Linked DNA regions of Sus scrofa: region 2 is linked to region 1. The links are chromatin contacts, called in public Hi-C maps. All regions are on one chromosome and are shown on one strand. The core of a region is the stretch at or near the end of the contact, and the rest is flanking DNA. Distances in the headings are between cores, read along the strand shown.

What was found. Hi-C and Micro-C count contacts between places; a contact is called where the count stands out from the background.
Region 2: a contact with region 1 is called in a Hi-C map of fetal skeletal muscle, with 2.8 times the contacts expected there. The contact joins the enhancer-like site here to the promoter of C1H15orf52 in region 1. A contact is called at or near these places in 4 of 5 promoter capture datasets (fetal liver, fetal skeletal muscle, liver and 1 more), 22 of 47 Hi-C or Micro-C datasets (alveolar macrophages, blood, embryonic fibroblasts and 11 more) and 2 of 2 datasets of contacts at active chromatin or transcription factors (alveolar macrophages and skeletal muscle).

Annotation. Positions count from the first base shown.
Region 1 is chr1:130,972,765-130,976,131 of Sscrofa11.1, reverse strand. C1H15orf52 reads right to left here and starts at 1,497. Exons shown (of 12, transcript XM_003353393.4): 1 at 1,428-1,497; 2 at 1,340-1,425; 3 at 435-548; 4 at 43-150. The coding sequence starts at 1,482.
Region 2 is chr1:130,893,862-130,897,228 of Sscrofa11.1, reverse strand. IVD (isovaleryl-CoA dehydrogenase) reads left to right here. Exons shown (of 12, transcript NM_001167635.1): 12 at 608-741. The coding sequence ends at 741. Among named protein-coding and RNA genes, the nearest start is that of IVD, 15 kb to the left of the region's middle. Within about 2 kb of position 1,483, at least 2 of the 83 cell types and tissues checked have an H3K27ac peak or open chromatin away from gene starts, as enhancers often do. A contact at or near this core is called in fetal skeletal muscle, where this site is marked.

The DNA.
Region 1 (3,367 bases), core at 248-2,747:
ACCCGACCACCCCCCACCTCCCAGCTCTGGAGTGGGGCTTACTCCAGGAACCTGGCTGATGGTGACAGTGAGGCCGTCAGGACGGAGGAGCTCCGGCGTGGTCACCGCTATGCCCCCCTGCTCCGCCTGCCGACGGTCTTCCTGTATCTCCTGCAGGAGGGCCTGGGGTCAGCACAGGCCATACCCGCCCCAGATGCACAGAGACAGAGACACTGACAGGCCTACACAGAGAAACACCGGTGAGACACCAGGGGCAGAGGCACCCCATCATGGGGTCCCCAAGACCCTCTCAGAGCCTCTGAGATGGAACACACCCACCCTACTCCTGGCCCCAGGCCCAGAGCCTGCAGGGAGAGATCACCATGCAGGGGTCTGTAGGTCAGATCTCGAAGGCCAACTCAGTCAGTCCTCCCGGCCCGTCACAGCCCACTCACCTGGTACCTGCGCAGTAAGGCCTGGTTCTTCTTGCGAAGGGCAACTATCCTCCGGTCCAGCTCTGCATCCTTCTCCTCCTGCCTGCTCATCGGGGACTCAGCCCCATGAGGCCCCTGCTGAGGGCAGGGGGCCCAAGCTCCTGACTCCTGGGCCCAGGCCTTCCTAGGTCCTCAGCTTTCACATACCCACCCAACCATACTCTTACCACCCAAAGAAGAGACCCCAGACCCAGAGCTAGGGTCCCATGGAAGGCCCCAAGCCCCCACCCCGCTAGACCTGCCTGTCCATCTCTCTGCCTCCTCCGGGGTTCAGGTTAGGGCCTCATATCCAGGCCCGCAGCTCCCAGCACTGGCTGCCCCTCCCCCAGGCTCTCCAGGGAGCGCCACTGCTGAGCAGAGCCTGGAATGGGAGTTATAAATGGCTCTGGCAGCGGAACCTGCCGTGACTGGGAAGTTGCCAGGGGATTCAGGAGGTCGGGGGGAGCTGTTTGGCTCCCAGGCCCAGAACCGCAGTGAAGAGAAAGGTCCCTACTCCGTCCTGGGCTCCCAGGCCCTGCACCCCACTCCCCAGGCCTGTGCCCAGCTTGTGGGAAAGAAGCGCTCCCACAGGCCCAACCTCTCTAGGCTGCGAGCTGCTGGCAGTCGGGGCAGGAAGGAGCCGGCTCCATGGGCAGGCCCAGCCCAGGAGGCGCCCTGGGAACAGGGTGCCTCGGCATTGAGATCCCTGGGTCCCTCTCTTCTGGCTGCTGAGATTCCGTTGTGGCCAATGCCCCTGCCCAGCTCCCCCACCCGCCCCGGCACAGCCCTCTTCCTCCCAGGCCCAGCTGTCCCCAGCTGCCCCAGAGTGTGGCCGCCTGATGTCCCAGCCCCAAGAAGCCCCCCGCCAAAGGCAAGGTGCCACTCACAGCCGAGTGCATGGCCACAGAGGGCACCGAGAGAATTCCAGAACAGTCTTGGGGGAGCCAGAGCGGGAGGGAAGCCGGAGCCACAGAGCCGGGCCTCTGCCGGTCTCTCCCTGCCGGCTTTGCAGCTCAGCACACGAGATCATGTTGTGATTACAAAAGACTCCTCTGGGCTCCCAGCCAGGAACTCCGCGGCCACTGCCCCCACCCATCCACTCTCAGAGGGCGAGGACCCAGGGCACCAGCAGCCAGCTGGCCCTGCCCGGCACCTCCCTGCCCCAGCGTCCCCAGACAGACTGGTAGGGGTTTCTTCCTGGCAGGCTAAGCCCCCATAGAGGGCCTGGCTGCCCCAGGCCCTGTGACCCAGTAACACCCCTGCCTGGTCCTGCTTGCAGACAGAGGGGCACCTAGGAGGCCTCTGTCCCTCCCATTAGTAGATAAAGACCTACAGCCCAGCCCACTGCACTCCCTGGTATGAGGGACCACCCCCACCCCCCACCCTCAAAATGAGCCTCACCTCACTCTCCTCATCTGCGCTGATTTAAGTAATTCAAAGGGATCAAGAAGCTCACTTTCCCTAAGCCACCAAGTACTACTGCATACCTAAAATAACACTATTAGTCATGCATTCCTTAGGTGGAACATAGCCTGTATTTTATTTTGATTTTTTTTTCTTTGTAGGGCCTCACCTGCAGCCTATGGAAGTTCCCAAGCCAGGGGTCAAATTGGAGATGCAGGTGCCAGCCTACACCATAGCCACAGCAATAGGGGATCTGAGATACATCTGTGATCTATGCCAGAATTTGCAGCAACGCCGGATCTTTAATCTAATGAGTAAGGCCAGGGATCAAATGCACATCCTCAAGGACACTATGTCAGGTTCTTAACCCATGGAGCCACAACAGGAACTCCTGGCCTGTATGTTAAAGTACAGCTGCTTCCCTTGCTATGGGGAAATTCCTGCAGGGCCTGTGCCACCACAGCTCAGGCTCCTGACTCTGGGCCCTTCCTGGCCATGTTCTCCGGGGATAGTCCTTTCAGCCTCTCGGATCCTGAGAAAGGATGCAGCTTTTCTTGGGAAAATTTCTCCCCACATCTTCCCAGTACACCTGAGGCTGCTGTCTCTGCTCAAGGGAGCAGCTTGTCTGGTGATCCCAACCCTTAGATCCCAACCCTTGGTATCAGGAGCACCTGGTTCAATAGTAATATGTCCTCTGGAGTTCCCACCGTGGTTCAGCGGAAACAAACCCAACTAGTATCCATGAGGATGCAGGTTCGATCCCTGGTCTCACTCAGTGGGTTAAAGATTCGGCATTGCTGTGGCTGTGGTGTAGACCAGCAGCTGTAGCTCTGATTTGACCCCTAGCCTGGGAACTTCCATATGCCCTAAATGGGGCCCTAAAAAAAAGAAAAAAGGGCAGAAAAAAATTAATACAAAATAGTAACATGAAGAGTTCCCATTGTGGTGCAGCGGAAACAAGTCCGACTGGCACCTCTTCCTCCCTCCTCCCTGGTAGTATGGGAAGAGGGAAAGGGGCTGGGCTGCCATGTTTCACCCTATGCCTTCCACTGCGCCAAACGGAAGGCCCCCTGGTGGCGTTCTTCCAATTTACAATGGCCTGTTGGGATCACAGCCTTTGCCCTTTTCCAGAGCATATATAGCGTCATCCCACTTGGTTATTAAAATAATTATAAGGAGTTCCTGTCATGGCGCAGCAGAAATGAATCCGACTAGGAACCATGAGGTTGCGGGTCCGAACCCTGGCCTCACTCAGTGGGTTAAGGATCCGGTATTGCTGTGAGCTGTGGTGTAGGTCACAGATGCAGCTCGGATCTGGCATTGCTGTGGCTCTGGTGTAGGCCAGCAGCTACATATCTGATTTGACTCCTAGCCTGGAAATTTGCATATGCTGCAAGTGTGGCCCTAAAAAAAAAAAAAAATAGTAACAGGTCCCCCACCTCCAGGCTCTGAATTGGGGGCAGGTGGGCAGCAGTCCTAGCAATCCCCCTTATCCCTGATTGACCAGTTCT
Region 2 (3,367 bases), core at 234-2,733, 79 kb after region 1:
GAGCACAGGCTTGAGCAGTTCTCACCGTGGTGCAGTGGGTTAATGATGTCTTATCTCTGTGATAGCACCAGTTTGATCCCTAGCCTGGCACAGTTAGTTAAGGATCCAGAATTGCCACAGCTGTGGCATAGGTTGCAGATGTGTCTTGGATTCGATCCCTGGCCTGGGAATTTCCATATGTCATAGGTATGTCTGAAAAAGAAAAACAAAAAAACCCCAAAAAACTGCAAGCTTGAGCCAGATGGGCTAGGTTTGAATCCCAGCTCTACCACTGTTGGACTTTGTGACTTGTACAAATTACTCCCCCTCTGGGCCTGGCACCCAGTAAGTGCTGTGCAGTAGGTTCTTGTCCCCCATCTCCCTATCTGCCAGGGGTTCTCCCCCACCTTTGCCTGGCCTCCTCAGCGCTTTGAGTGGCCTTCCAGCCTCCTGTCCACCCTCCCCACCACTTGATATTCCCCACACCCTCCCTCTCACCCTCTTTTTCTGCTTTTCTTCAATCAGTCTTTCCTCCTAACCCATGTCTATGAACTGGGTCTCCTTGCTGTGCTCACTGCCCATTATTTTTCCCGTTGTCCTCTCTTCTCTGTCCAAACCACGGCTGCAGGTGGCAATGGCTACATCAACGACTTTCCCATGGGCCGATTTCTGCGAGATGCCAAGCTGTATGAGATTGGGGCTGGCACCAGTGAGGTGAGGCGGCTGATCATCGGGAGAGCCTTCAACACAGACTTCCACTAACCCCAAGATCCTTTGCTTCCTTCCCCGGCACCTCAAGGCCTTTCTCTGGAAGGAGAGATGGGGCAGCTCCTGCCAACCCAGGAAAAACATGCAGTGGCTTCAAATGGACTTCTCAGGAAGCACGCTGGCTTTTCTGGGGCTCCTTGGATGGCTATGTGCCCTTGCCCTCTCTGAGCCTGATGCCCTCACCTCCCAGGGCAGGTACCTTTATCTCGGGTGTACCTCCGCCAGGGAACCCTGTGCTCAAGCACACCAGAAGCATTGCCACTCTCTATGAATTTGAACTTGATAGGCTCTTTTCTTTCTGGGGAAAGGTACCCCCCCAAACCTAGCCTTTGTTTCTGCCAGTTTCCAGAGGCATCAGCTCCAGCAGCTTGTGAGTGGGCACTGCCTCTGCAGCAGTCCCTCCGTCCCTCAATCCTTTTTTTTTTTTGCTACCCCACAGTGCATGGAGTTCCTGGGCCAGGGATTAGATCTGAGCTGCAGTTGCAACCTATACCACAGCTGCGGCAATGTCGATCCTTAACCCACCGCGCCAGGCCAGGGATCGAACCTGCATCCTGGTACTGCAAAGACGCTGCTGATTGCATTTTGCCACAGCAGGAACTCCCATCCCTTAGTCTTTAGGGCTGAAATCCTACCATACTGGGGTGGCACTCTGGGAATAGGCATCTCAACATCTGTGCCATCCAGAGCCTACAGTAGGGCAGAGGTCAGCATGCTCGTGAAGGGCGGGCTCAATGCTGCCCAGCACTGTGCTGACATTGCCACCATCCAGCCCTGGCCACATGACAGCCCACAGCTGACTGGGCAGCAGGCCTGGGTTGGCTGGCTCAGCTCCAGCCAAGGCTGTCCACATACCTTTCTCTGGACACCCTATGGCTAATTTTGTTACAACTGCACAGAGGCTGCTGCAGTTTTGTATTAAACATTATGAAGCAAACCCATCTGCTTCTTAACTGGTGGTTTTGGGGGAGAAGGACTCTATTTGCTACTGCCCTCTGTCTGGCTCCAGCTCTCTGTCCTTGGAGAGTGGCTGGTCCAGGTTCTGCTCCTGCCCTTCAGCCTACTCATTGCTTATTGGTGGGGCGGGCGGCGTGGCGGGGGGGGGGGGGAACGAAACAGCTCTTAGGATAAAGAAGTTCTCAACCTCCCTTTCCCAGACCTCCTAGTGATGTTCAAAAAAAAAGAGAGCGAGCCACAGTGGTAAGAGTGTTGGAGCTTGAGAGAAGCTCGTAAATTTCCTGAAACCATCACAAAGTGTTTTTAAAAATCAAGACAGTAGTTCCCGTCGAAGCTCAGCGGAAACAAATCTGACTAGTATCCATGAGGATGCAGGTTTGATCCCTGGTGTTGCTGTGGCTATTGTGTAGGCCAGTAGCTACAGTTCCAATTAGACCCCTAGCCTGCAAACCTCAATATGCCCTAAAAAGACAAAATAAAATAGGAGTTCCCATTGTGGCTCAGCAGAAATGAATCCAACTAGGAGCCATGAGGTTGCGGGTTCAGTCCCTGGCCTTGCTTGGTGGGTTAAAGATCCGGCATTGCTGTGAGCTGTGGATGTGGCTCAGATCTGGCAATGCTGTGACTCTGGCATAGGCTGGCAGCAACAACTGCGATTAGACCCCTAGCCTGAGAATCTCCATATGCCGTGGGTACGACCCTCAAAAGACAAAATAAAAATCAAGACAATTCGATTTTCCCAAGGTCAGAACTGGAGATAGAATCCAGACCAGCAGAAATAGGGGTTCTGAGAATGCCAGCCTGGGGCCCCCTTGCATGTCCACCTGGATGGAGCACAGTGGAAAAGGTTTGGGTTGTCCCACCCCATCGAAGGTCCCTAAGAGAGAACTGGTTTTCTTGGCCTGCAGCCCAGTGGTGCCTCTTCTAACTACTAGTCCTGGCCTGTAGCCAAGAGCTGTCCCCAGCCTGATGCTTCTGACAGGTGGTTTTAGCTCTTTACCAGCCCCAGCCCAGTCCTGTCCTGAGAGGCTTGTGTATCCAGGGCTTCTTGCCTACCCTGCTCCTTGTTGTGCTGGAGAGGAATGTGGCTAAAATGATCTTGGGAGTTCCCATTGTAGCTCAGCAGTAACAAACCCAACTAATGTCCATGAGGATGCAGGTTCAATCCCTGGCCCTGCTCATTGGGTTAAGGATCCAGCATTTCCGTGAGCTGCGGTACAGGTCACAGACATGGCTCAGATCCCATGTTGCTGTGGCCATGGCATAGGCCAGCAGCTGTAGCTACGATTTGACCCCTAGCCTGGGAGCCTCCATATGCCCTGGGTGTAGCCCTAAAAATACAAAAATAAAATAAAATGGTGGTTTTATTTGGTTTCAAGTGTATCTGGAACAACCAGCCCAAGATGTTCAGAATGTGACAGAATGGTATGTTTTAACCAGTTGGTGTGGGTGACGAAGCCCTGCCACCAACTTGGGGAGAATGATCTTTCTCCTGATACTGTATGTGAAATGTTTAAAAATAAAGCCAGGTGTTTCCGTTGTGGCTCAGTGGTAATGAACCCAGCTAGGATCCATGAGGCTGTGATTCAATCCCTGGCCTTGCTCAGTAGGTTAAGGAAAGATCCATCATTGTTGTGGCTGTGGTGTAGGCTGGCAGCTGCAG